4 separate regions of the Mus musculus genome follow, and regions 1, 2 and 4 are each linked to region 3. The links are chromatin contacts, called in public Hi-C and HiChIP or PLAC-seq maps. All regions are on one chromosome and are shown on one strand. Each heading gives the region's core, a stretch centred on a gene start, on an enhancer-like site or on the middle of the called end of the contact. The rest is flanking DNA. Distances are from core to core; before and after follow the strand shown. Region 1 has its middle 210 kb from the start of Gm23605. Region 2 has its middle 96 kb from the start of Gm23605. Region 3 holds the start of Kctd8 (potassium channel tetramerisation domain containing 8). Region 4 has its middle 250 kb from the start of Gm23605.

Evidence for each region. A called contact is a pair of places that touch in the nucleus more often than the background predicts. HiChIP or PLAC-seq counts read pairs in DNA pulled down with a chosen protein or histone mark.
Region 1: a contact with region 3 is called in an H3K4me3 HiChIP or PLAC-seq map of neural tube, with 8 times the contacts expected there. The contact joins the enhancer-like site here to the promoter of Kctd8 in region 3. A contact is called at or near these places in 8 of 39 promoter capture datasets (the 3T3-L1 cell line, the C10 cell line, the HPC-7 cell line and 4 more), 3 of 484 Hi-C or Micro-C datasets (brain and cerebellum) and 4 of 115 datasets of contacts at active chromatin or transcription factors (SST interneurons, astrocytes, forebrain and 1 more).
Region 2: a contact with region 3 is called in a Hi-C map of cerebellum, with 2.2 times the contacts expected there. The contact joins the enhancer-like site here to the promoter of Kctd8 in region 3. A contact is called at or near these places in 1 of 39 promoter capture datasets (hippocampal neurons), 1 of 484 Hi-C or Micro-C datasets (cerebellum) and 1 of 9 other capture datasets (adipose tissue).
Region 4: a Hi-C map of cerebellum shows a contact between it and region 3, with 2.3 times the contacts expected there. The contact joins the enhancer-like site here to the promoter of Kctd8 in region 3. A contact is called at or near these places in 4 of 39 promoter capture datasets (embryonic stem cells, frontonasal cranial neural crest, hippocampal neurons and 1 more), 1 of 484 Hi-C or Micro-C datasets (cerebellum) and 1 of 9 other capture datasets (liver).

What each region holds. Positions count from the first base shown.
Region 1 is chr5:68,350,808-68,353,891 of GRCm38.p6, reverse strand. No RefSeq gene overlaps it. Among named protein-coding and RNA genes, the nearest start is that of Gm23605, 210 kb to the left of the region's middle. Within about 2 kb of position 1,626, at least 10 of the 459 cell types and tissues checked have an H3K27ac peak or open chromatin away from gene starts, as enhancers often do. A contact at or near this core is called in cerebellum and neural tube, where this site is marked.
Region 2 is chr5:68,468,556-68,471,659 of GRCm38.p6, reverse strand. No RefSeq gene overlaps it. Among named protein-coding and RNA genes, the nearest start is that of Gm23605, 96 kb to the left of the region's middle. Within about 2 kb of position 1,304, at least 2 of the 459 cell types and tissues checked have an H3K27ac peak or open chromatin away from gene starts, as enhancers often do. A contact at or near this core is called in cerebellum, where this site is marked.
Region 3 is chr5:69,340,044-69,343,030 of GRCm38.p6, reverse strand. Kctd8 (potassium channel tetramerisation domain containing 8) reads left to right here and starts at 1,322. Exons shown (of 2, transcript NM_175519.5): 1 at 1,322-2,699. The coding sequence starts at 1,730.
Region 4 is chr5:68,812,114-68,815,031 of GRCm38.p6, reverse strand. No RefSeq gene overlaps it. Among named protein-coding and RNA genes, the nearest start is that of Gm23605, 250 kb to the right of the region's middle. Within about 2 kb of position 1,576, at least 1 of the 459 cell types and tissues checked has an H3K27ac peak or open chromatin away from gene starts, as enhancers often do. A contact at or near this core is called in cerebellum, where this site is marked.

The sequences.
Region 1 (3,084 bases), core at 377-2,876, 990 kb after region 3:
TGCTGCCACCAACAACTGTCTACATGGACTTCAAATAAGCTCAACAAGAGGTAAATAACCCCTGGTATTAGAACTGCAGCTAACAACCCTGAATCCATGGAGTTCAGGATCTTAGATGAAAACTAGTAACTGTCACCTTATTAAGCCACTATAATCCCTAACAATGTCCTAAATATTTGTCTTGTGTATTATTAAAGAAATTTATTGCACAGAGGTAAGGTGTATACAGAAATTAATGGAACTATTAAGAGTATTAATTATTTGCAATTAGGGAATTTATCCCTAACTAGACAGTATATTTTTAATTACACCTGCATTGAAGACTCTTACTTGATACTTCACATAAATGGTTAGGGCTCTCTGGCAGGCAATTTGTGACTTTTCTCCCACATGACAATATGATAGATTTGTTTTGCCTTCGCAGAAGCCTGTCGCTATGTGGGTCACCATGGCTCCTCCCTACATGTGCCCTTCTTGACCATCTGCTCAGAGAGGGGCCCGCACAAGCCTTGCACAGTTGGAAACCCTGATGTTGGCTGCAGTTGCTCTGGTCGCACAGACCAAGAGAAGCCACACAAGTGCCCAAGCAATTTATTTTTAGTCAGTTACTCCTCTTTCTCCATTTCTTTGTATCATGTTCCCATGAATATGCCAGAATTCCATCTTCACTATAAGCCAAAGAAATCCAAAGGAGTATTATTATTATTATTATTATTATTATTATTATCAAATATATATACTTATTTATTTAGAAATTGCTTTCCAATGTTTACTTCTGTGTGTTCTAACTTTTATCTCCATGATCCCTTTACTAATGTAAATACTACAAGTTTTTTCATTATATTAATTTTAAATATGTAGAAAACCAAAATGTTATACACTGATGAGACTGCACAAAGTACATTCTCTAGCCAACTTTGGGGATTTTAGGATGCCTAGTAATGATACAGCCTAATTTGCTGAAATGTATAACTAAAGTCAAAGGTAACTTTAGGCAATGCCAGGAAAATGTCTATGTTTATCTTTCACATGAATTTAGACATATAGTATTTCCCCTGCAGGCAGATAAGTCTTAACTCAAATGTCTTTCAGGTGCACTTTTAAAACCTTAACTCTGAGCTTTTAAAAACCTCAAGTCCCTGATACAGAATTTTCTCTTCTTAGAATAAGCTCTTTTTCTTCTTTAATTTTTGTAATCTTGGCAAAAAAATGATTTTTTAAAATGTCCCCTGAAGAAAAATAAGAGTCCTGTGTTATTCTAATGATGCTCCCCTCACATCAGAACACACTCTTGAAAGAAAAATTTTAAAAAGGGGGCAGTTTCCCCACCGTGCAGGAAGATGGGATGAACTATTGAACCTCCCTGGAAGTCTAGGGGTTAAGATCTCCATATCTCTCTCTCTCGCTCTCTCTCTCTCTCTCTCTCTCTCTCTCTCTCTCTCTCTCTCTCTCTGTGTGTGTGTGTGTGTGTGTGTGTGTGTGTGTGTGTGTGTGTGTGTGTGTGTGTGTGAATTTGTTCTCCATATTCATTCTGGGAAACAGAAGCCTGGGTTCTCCAAACCCTTTCACAAATGTATTTGAAGATCAGTGTTTCTGGACACTCAGAATTCACTTGTCTTTTCCTACCTTTATTTTCCTTATCCACTAAGACTTAAAATGACTTAAACTGGTGCTAAAGCTGAACAAGGTGATGGATATAAGACACCAGTTAAAAAAAAAACCTGTGGAAAAAAATAAACAAAATGGCTTTTGAACTCTAGTATTATCTTTAAAATATCTTTGTCTGTGACAAAGGCTTACTGTAGACAGCCAGAGCATTCCTCACGTGGGGTTCACTTTGACATATGGTTCTCTGCATGATTCAACTGCCTGGGCAGACACCATCCGCAAACCTCGCTGCCAGCTTGAATCAATATCATTTTGTAACACAGACACAGCCATCATTCCTCTGTAAAAACACACATTAGTCTCTTGTCTCTTCTCTTGCTATCCATGGTCTGTCTCACATATTTAGATATTTAATCGAACATTTCTGTTTTCTGTTTGTATACTTTGTCTCCCAAAGGAATTCAGCCAAGTCAGGAACTGCGTAGTTTAGAATTTATCATAGGTTTATATAGTGCTAAATGCAGTGGTGTGTGCCAAATAAATGTTAGACTGAACACTCTGAGAACAGTAACCCATTAAATAAATTTTATATTGTCCTCTAATTTAACAAAAATTCTCATGATAGAAAGAATATAAGCTTCATATCCTGATTCACAAAGACATTCAAGCTTTTTAAAAGTTAAATTGATGGGTTTAACAAAACAGCTATGCCCAGCTGAAGGTAGGAATCCCCAAGGAGGTCAAAACTGTATCATATAGGATCTAGGGATGTATATAGTCATCTTGGACTCATATGAAAACTGGACTTACAAAATAGAGCAGAATGCAATAGCTTTAAGTAGAAAATCCCATGAGAAATCTCATACCTTAGGGTATGTCACCCTCAGCAGACAGAAAATACAGGCATAAACAGCCCCAAAGATAAAAGTTATTCTCACTTAAGATCAAATTATGCTTATATATTCAAAATTAGTTCTTATTTAATAGGAGAGAATTTATGATATTTGAGAATCTTTATAGAAATCAAATTTAAAAGTACCCTCTAGGTATTATTGTTCTAATAGAGATTTCACACCACTGTTGTCATCAAGATTTCACAGCTAGAATGGAGAACAGATGGGTGGGGGCTTCCAAGTGACTGCAGAGGCTTCCATGTGCTGCTTTCTGCAAAGTCTTTCCGTGCCTGGTCCTTCTGTCATCTCCATTCTTTGGTTTTGCTGGGGTGTGCAGTACTACACCTTCTTAGGAATGGGAGAATTTGTATGTATTTTCATTCGTGGAAACTTTTAATGCTTTCTGTGGACTAGAACCAGAAATTTCATAATGAGCAGGTTTGTGCTTGCTCCATTATTGCCTCAGCCACCTGAGGGTCTCTTCTGTCTTGTGTTCCTTCCTGAGAACTGCCCCTTCCCTCTCCCTCTTTCTCTTCCTCTCTGCCCCTTCCCCCCAGTACCTTTTTCTCTTCCTTTTCTTTCT
Region 2 (3,104 bases), core at 55-2,554, 870 kb after region 3:
AGGATGTCAGCGCCATCTTGCAACGGCGAATGTGAGGGCGGCTCCCCACATCCATTTCTCTGTTGAGGGGTATCTGGGTTCTTTCCAGTTTCTGGCTATTATAAATAAGGCTGCTATGAACATAGTGGAGCATGTGTCCTTATTACCAGTTGGAACTTCTTCTGGCTATCTGCCCAGGAGTCTCAATTCTAACTTTCACATAAGTAAATGGCAAGGCTCCAAAGTTTATCCACTTCAATGGCAGAGTTTGGTTAGGATTAAAAATGGCTTCTAGCCTTCACTTACCCGCTTGTTCACCACACACTTTAGGACCAACTAGTTCATGAAGACAGGTTCAGCTGTCTGAGTGGCACTTTTAGTTCCAATTTTATTTCTATGCCCCACATAAGCATTAGAGTAATACTGAATAGGCCTTTTGTAGAAGCCAAGTTTTCTCTTCATGTTTTTCTATGTATTTATCTATTGCATATTGTGTAGTCTAACACAAAATTGTCCTAAATACTGACTGCATTCTTTTCTATGGGCAAATGCTAAGTGACTTCCTCAAATTTCCTTGCTTAGACTTTACCTCCCACAGCTCTGTAGGAATTAATAACATTCTAGATTGTTAACTAAGGATATCATAGTTTGTAGTGTTAGGAGAATAAAAAAATAGTACATATTTTTAAATTCTAACTTTAAAGTGAAGTCACTTACCTTTTATGATTCTGGTGTTCTTTTTTAATTCTCTTAGGGCCTGCTGTTTATCAGGCATTCTCATAGACTTTGTAAACATGCTGCTTCTCTTCTGGGTGTGTTCATAGAACCTCAACCAGGACAAAAAAAAAAATGTTGGTGCACAGTCTCTCGTCATTCCAAGAAACAAGTTTAAGGAACTAGTAGAACCAGTCAGATGGGATTCATAACACAAAGAAATCAATCAAAATTCAAAGCACAAAGAAATTAATAATATTAATATGTATCATTTTATCACAAGAATAATATAAAATAATGGACATGTTTTGAAGACATAAGGCATTTTGTTTTCACTAGACAAATTATCAGAGAAGAAGCAACTCAGCTCCCAATTCTCAGGCCTTTGTTCCTTTAACTTCCATTAAGTAGTCAGGATAGAGCAGGGAAATTCAGATTATTTCTTTTATTACTTATGGCCAAAAAAATATTTTCTTATTGCAGATTTTGTCAACCATTCTTCATGCTCTATTAATTTCAAAAAGTGGCTAGAATTTTAGACTGACCTAGCAGATAATGGTGCCATTTGGACATTTTCCTTGGGTAACAGGCTGTCAGCCAGCTGGCTCTGTGAGGCCTGATTTCAAGGTCTTCTGATAAGCAGGGGGAATCCATCTTCACACTTTGCTACCAGTTCTGCCTTTCCATCTGGAATTATCCACAGATATTGTATTTCATCATGTCTCGAGTGGTGCGATTTGCTTCAGATAAGAAACCTCAGCACATATTTAAACAGAAAGCATCCCTGGAAATAAATGTAATCATACCGTCTTCATTCAGACTACTTCAGGGTTAGTTTTCTTCAGAGATCTTCATGAAAGAAAGAGTGGAAACTAAACAACCCCACTTTGGTTTGGCAAATCTTACCAAATAAAATTAGTGCTGAGTCTATGTGACATTCTTGTGATGCCTCTGCCCTACCTCTGTAGCATATCCTGTCCATGTGCATCACCACAACCAGCCATGTGTCACTACAATACAGCCACACTACTGCAGAATGGGAAATGAGCGTGTTGCTTATTGCTAACAGACACAACAGAGGCATCATTGCCTTTTTCTTTCTTTTTTTGACACTGATTTTCTTTGAATTTTTCTTTTTCCAGGAATTCCTCTTAAAAACATACAGTTTTTTTCAATTCAAACAGTATCTACATCTTTTAGTTAGGTTAAGATTTACTTGTCAAGAAAATTGTCTCAATTTATATATATGCATATATATATGTATATATACATAACATATATACACACACACATATATATATGCGTGTGTGTACATTGAACAAAATAATATCTTTTTTAATGCAACAATCAAATTAAGCTAATCAGCATAAATATCAGCTTAAAAGTAACTTTTAGGAGAGGATAATAGGATTTAAGATAAACTAACTTGGCAACTTTTCAATATATATTACATTATATCTCCAGAACTTATTGATATTTTATGTCACACGTCACACATGTGAGTAAACTGTATAAGATCATCATTCAGTATTTCTATGTGTGTGACTGATTTATTTCATAAAAATCTCCTTCTAATCTGGAGTGCTGAAAATGATGAGACTGCCTTCCTACTCCACTTAGGCTATTTTACATGTCTTGAAGGAATTAGGCTACAAAGAAGAGAAGTGTTCTAGTTTCTCTTTATGCTTATGTTCAATACAAGCCTTCATCTTATTGACAATATGCTAAGCCCTATGATCTGGGCAAATCCTCACTATCCTAGATAGACTATTGAATATGTTGGATGCTTTATAATGTTTTTCAACATCTCCACTTTTAAGCAATGTTGCATGACAGTTTACACTAGAAAATCCTGCTGTTCTTGAATCCTATTGTTTAACTTTGAAAACTCACTCTAGCATTGACTGTATGAACTTGAACAAATTACTTGCTATGCACATTGGATTCCTCACATATGAGATTAAATATAATAAAAATAACTTTATCTCAGGGTTAATGTGAAAGTGAGTTAATAATAAATAGTACTTGGCACAAAGTAAATGTTCTGTGCATTTTCAAAGTTATTAAACAAAGACATATCCTCTGTAGGTAACTCTGATATGTGCTAGACGTCTATGATGTATGTCCTTTACAGACCAAATCTCTTGTAATTTCCAGAGAAAATTAGATGGCAGTATACTACTGAGATTTTTAATAACATGCAAGCTGATGACTAGAGTAATTAAAAAAAAATAAGGGAGTGAAAAGAAAAACGTGATTATGAATTATAAGGGGGATATGAACTATAATATTATGACAATTTATATACTTCTTTTCTATAATATACCCAGAGGTATGAAAAGACAGTATTTATGCAAACTTTACTTTTGATTTGTAGATCTCCTTGAGGTCTATGTTTCTTGGTACCAGAA
Region 3 (2,987 bases), core at 73-2,572:
ATTGGTCCATTAAGCTCAGGCTGCCTCAGGTAATCTAACTTTCAAAATTGATGTAGCATTCTCTGTGGATGCGGCTTATAAGAATCAATGAATTAAATATAGTTTGTAATGCCCAAATAATAGGATATTCATCATTTATGAAAATGTAAGGTTATACCCGAATCTCAAATCCATTACTATTTGGGTGATTTTGAGTGGGAGGAACCATAGAGAAGCATTTGGGGTGGGGATTATAACAGTAAAGTTTGTATGTAATTTTTATTTATAAATACTTTTGGAGCAAACTCCTTTGTGTCTCAAAACTCCATATTCAGTTTAGCATTTTGTAAGACAATGATTCCCATTTATGGTCATTAAGTTACACCTAGTGCTGGACAGCCTGTTAAATTATCTAGCAATGGAAAGGAATTTCTCTTCTGAATTTCAGTCTTCTTTTTCCATCACAAATAACGCTGATTTGTATTTGTGAGCAGAGCACTAGAGTTAGGGAGACAACAAAGCATAAGTCATCCTCTTGCTCTGAGAGACTGCAAGGGAAATAAAAAGAAGGATGGATCAGGAGGATCAAGATTAGAAAAAAATAAAATAAAATTGTCCCCTTTCTGTCTCTTCCTCAACTTCTGTGCATCAACTTTTGTGACCTTGGTTGCAGAGAGTTGCTTTGTTACTCATAGTCCTTTATTGCTTTTGTGAAATGGAATCAAACTTATGAGTTTTAAATCCTAACAGGATGTAGAATATCAGTTACAATCACGTCATTTGATGCCAAGGGATAGGTAAAGGGGGATCTGCCTCTCTCTCTCTCTCTCTCTCTCTCTCTCTCTCTCTCTCTGTATACACACACACACACACACACACACACACACACACACACACACACAATCACACACACACTTTAAAGATACAATAGTTGGGATTCAACTCCACCTAGCTCACAGCCCCCAGCCCTTTAACAAACACAGCCCAAACGCCAGTATCTGCAACACAATAGCTGAGAATTCAGGTTATAGGCCCTCTCTTTGAAGAGAGTAAAGCTAGTTTTGTTAAGGAGGAAGATAAGAAAGAATTGGGGGCGGGGTGCGGAGAGAAAATAAATGAGATTCTGTTGCAATGAAGAGAGTTGTAGTCCACTTTCTCTGGATTCTTTGTGTTGTCCTCTTCAGCTTTGTCCCATCCTGTCTTTCTCCTTTTGCCCCTGCCCTCATCCCAGTTCCCTAGCTCTGGAGTCGCCAGGCCAGCCCCAGAGCCTATCCCTTTAAATGACAGCTGTGGCTCCAGTCCCAGTTCGGAGCTTGACGTCAGTGCCACCTCCTGGGCTGCTAGTAGTTAGCGCCGGCGCCGGCGCTCCCGGCTGAGGCGCGCTGGCTCGCCTGCAGCCGGGGGTGAGTTTTCTTCGCTCCGGCCCCGCCTCCTGCCCTCCCCTCGGAGAGCCGCGCGCAGCCCCCGAACCTCCTCTCCAAGTCTCTCGCACAGTTGCAGTCGGTCACCCTAAAGGAGCAGCCGTGCTCGCTCGCGGAGGTCCATTCCTGAGAGTCTCTCCCCGATGGAGCTTGGGCGCCTCCGACGCCGCTGCTGCCGGGAACCCTGAGCAGCGCCGGGTGCCCTGAGGACCGCGCCGGCCAGCCAGAGAGTGCAGGGCTACCGGGCGCACGCCGAGGACCCGGGACCTCGAGGCTCTGGGAAGCACTCCGTGCGGCTCTCCTGGGTCACCTGGCCGGTGGCTGGGACCATGGCTCTGAAGGACACGGGCAGCGGCGGCAGCACCATCCTCCCGATCAGCGAGATGGTGTCCGCGTCCAGCTCTCCCGGCGCTCCGCTGGCCGCCGCCCCGGGGCCCTGCGCCCCGTCGCCCTTCCCCGAGGTAGTGGAGCTGAATGTTGGCGGCCAGGTTTATGTGACCAAGCATTCGACGTTACTCAGCGTCCCGGACAGCACTCTGGCCAGCATGTTCTCACCCTCTAGTCCCCGGGGCGGCGCTAGGCGCCGGGGCGACTTGCCCAGGGACAGCCGCGCGCGCTTCTTCATCGACCGCGACGGCTTCCTCTTTAGGTACGTGCTGGATTACCTGCGCGACAAGCAGCTGGCACTGCCCGAGCACTTTCCCGAGAAGGAGAGGCTCCTGCGCGAAGCAGAGTTCTTTCAGCTCACCGACCTGGTCAAGCTGCTGTCGCCCAAGGTCACCAAGCAGAACTCGCTCAACGATGAGTGCTGCCAGAGCGACCTGGAGGACAACGTTTCCCAGGGCAGCAGCGACGCACTGCTGCTGCGTGGGGCGGCGGCTGGCGCGCCCTCGGGCTCTGGGGCACATGGTGTCAGTGGTGTAGTCGGTGGTGGCAGCGCTCCGGACAAGCGCTCTGGGTTCCTCACCCTGGGCTACCGTGGCTCTTACACCACGGTGCGAGATAACCAGGCAGATGCCAAGTTCAGGCGTGTGGCGCGCATCATGGTGTGTGGGCGCATAGCCTTGGCCAAGGAGGTCTTTGGGGACACTCTTAATGAGAGTCGCGACCCTGACCGTCAGCCTGAGAAGTACACATCCCGCTTCTACCTCAAGTTCACCTACTTGGAGCAGGCGTTCGATCGACTGTCTGAGGCCGGCTTCCACATGGTGGCGTGCAACTCCTCTGGCACTGCCGCCTTTGTCAACCAGTACCGAGACGACAAGATCTGGAGCAGTTACACTGAATACATCTTCTTCCGTAAGTTAGCAACCTAGCTACCTATGTATGCATCTCACACCCTTTCTCTGACATTGTTGACTGGAGGCGGGGGAAGTCCCGCTGTGGCCCAGAAGGGATGTCCCCTGCCAGAGTGCCCTGGCGGCAAGCCTGATAATCTGTACTAGCAGTTCTCCCGCCAGCATCCCTTGAGCAGTGCAGAGTACTCATCCCTTCCTCCCCCATCCCTGGATTCAGGCTCTCTTCCTGAACTTATTGATTTCTGCCTTCTTGCCCCGCCTAGCCCCAGGATGCTCTAGAAACTCTTCA
Region 4 (2,918 bases), core at 327-2,826, 530 kb after region 3:
GATACTTAGAACTATAGATAGCTGAGTTACACCCGTATACAAGTATTTATAATGGCCTAGGGGGAAGGTAGAGTATACAATAGACTAGAGCAGGTAACTACAGCCCCTGGCTTCTAAGATTAAGTGGACCTTAGGTGGAGCTGTTTGTTGTTGTTGTTGTTTAAATTTATTTATTTTTTATTAGATAGTTTCTTTATAGGCATTTCAAATGCTATCCCGAAAGTTCCCTATACCCTCCCCCCACTCTGCTCCCCTACCCACCCACTCCCACTTCTTGGCCCTGGCATTCCCTTGTACTGGAGCATATAAAGTTTGCAATACCAAGGGGCCTCTCTTCCCAGTGATGGCCGACTAGGCCATCTTCTGCTACATATGCAGCTAGAGACATGAGCTCTGGGGGTACTGGCTAGTTCATATTGTTGTTCCACCTATAGGGTTGCAGACCCCTTCAGCTCCTTGGGTGCTTTCTCTAGCTTCTCCATTGGGGGCCCTGTGTTCCATCTTATGGAGCTGTTTGTGATCCCAGTTGTTAACACTGAATTTTATCCCAGTTGGTTCCTGCCAGTCCTTCCCTGTTTGCATTCCTCTGTTTTGCATAAGAATCCAGTAATCTCTTTGCACCTTGCCGGTATGTTACAAAACTTCCCTATTTTCTTCTGTATAAAAAGTTTGATACTCAATTTAACAAATTACACACAGACACAGCATACTCCCTTGTGTCCTGTCTGTTTGTCATCCCATTTTCACCGACTCTATGCCCATCTTTCTGAGACCCTAATTCCCACAGATTGAGGGGGGCCGACTGAGCCCGGTCCATGGCACATGAGTATCTTTCTGGAAATAATTTCAAAATATCCTGTTCCATATGTATCCTTATAATGCAGAATAATGCCAAGAAGTTGAAGGACTAGGATGTAACTTGCCAAACACATCTTGCCTTAAGCAGTTCAAATGAAAGACTACTGTTTAGAATTCTATAATTGTATTATAAAACCCATGGTGACCACTGAATCAATGGATAGATGTCACTTTGAAGGAAAGCATGAGCAAAAAAATGTTATTCTTTTTCTGCACATGTGTGTTTATGATATACATCATAATTAGTAATTAGTGTCATTGGTTTAAAAATACTGCTTTAAAATCCATTTCTTATATTGTCTATACACACTTTGTTGCTTTTTCTACGTATTAATAATTAAAATAAGAAAATAATACTAAAGCAGTACAGGATTCTAGTGTTAATATGTTAATATCTAGGAACTAAGCATATCTTAAACTCTCCTTCTACTGCTCTGAATGGAATTTGCTGAGGTTAGTGAAAATTTACAGATTGAAAGATGGGAAAACATACCGTTTACTGACATGTGTATGTCCAAGAGCCATACGAAATCTGAATGACTTGCAAAGAAGGGGCCATATGGACTCTGTCTGCACTTGAGGGGAGAAACAAGAACAGAGTGTTTTCAACTCTGAAGGATTTTCTGAAACCTTTCATTACTTCTAATTCAGAAGTACTCACCATGCCAAAGCACCATGCTGGGAGTTATGGATTTCTAAGACTTAACAGCAAAATGTAATGAAAAGTGCAGGGCTTCTCCATCTACAGTCTGTCTGCCTGGCACAGTCTCCCTCCTCACCAGTTTCCTGTGCCAGAGAGGCACATTTGTCACCCGTGATGATCCCACCCTGGCACATCACCTTTGCTCCAAATGTGAAGTTCATTTGCTGTTGTACATTCTATGTGTTTTGATGAATGTATAATGACTTTGTGCACCACTGTCGTATCATATAGAATAGTTTCACTGCCACAAACTCCACCTATTAATCCATTATGTCCTAATCCCTGGCAATCAACAAACTCCTTACTGATTTCTCAGTTTTATATTTTCCAAACCATCATAGAGTGAAATCGTGTAGTATATACTATTTTTACATATCTATTTCTTTCACCTAATACCATGCATTTAAATTCATTTCTGAACTTGTTTACAGCTCAATACGTGTATCTTTTTAGCATACAGAAACTTACTCTACCTAGGCAAAACCACACAGTTTATTTTTACAATTACTTACCAAAATTCATTTTGATTGCCTAAAAGTTAGCACAGTTTTAAATGCTATTTCTTTAAATCGCTGTGAATAGTTTTCTATGTGAAATACATTCATTTATATTTCACTTGTTTGTGTAAGTATTAAAGGGTAGAATTACTAGATGACATGGTAAGAACTGGTCATATGTTTATCTCATAAACTGTGTTTTAGTCTTGCTGTCTTAGAGCTGTATCCCAGTTTGTCACAAATGCAATTCCTTTTGCTTCACATCCTTGTCAGCATTTATTGCTGTCAGTCTTTGATGTTTAGCCATTCTAATAAAGAGATAATAGTGATTCATTAGTATTTTAATTCTGGTTAACCTATTTGCTAAAGTTTTACTGAATTTAGTTTCAGCTATACAATTTTTTAATTTACATTTCAAATGTTGCCCCATTCCCGGTCTCCCCTCTGTAACCCCCCAATCACATCCCGCACCCTTTGTCTCTAAGAAGGTACTGTGCTACCAATCCACCCACTCCCGCCTCACCCTCCTAGCATCTTGCTTTGCTGGGCCAACAAGCCTCCACAGGACCAAGAGCTTCCCCTTCCATCGATGCCAGACAAAGCAGTCCTCTGCTATATATGTAGCAGGAGGCCCGGACCAGCCCATGTATACTCTATGGTTGGTAGTTTATTCCCTGAAAGCTCTGAGTGATCTGGTGAGTTGATATTGTTGTTGCTCTTATGGGAATGCAATCCCCTTCAGCTCCTTCAATTCTTCCCTATCTCTTTTATTTGGATGCCCTGGATCAGCCCAGTGGTTGTTTGTGACTATTTGAATCTGTCTTAGTCAGGTACTAGAAGAGCCTCTCAGAGAACAGCTC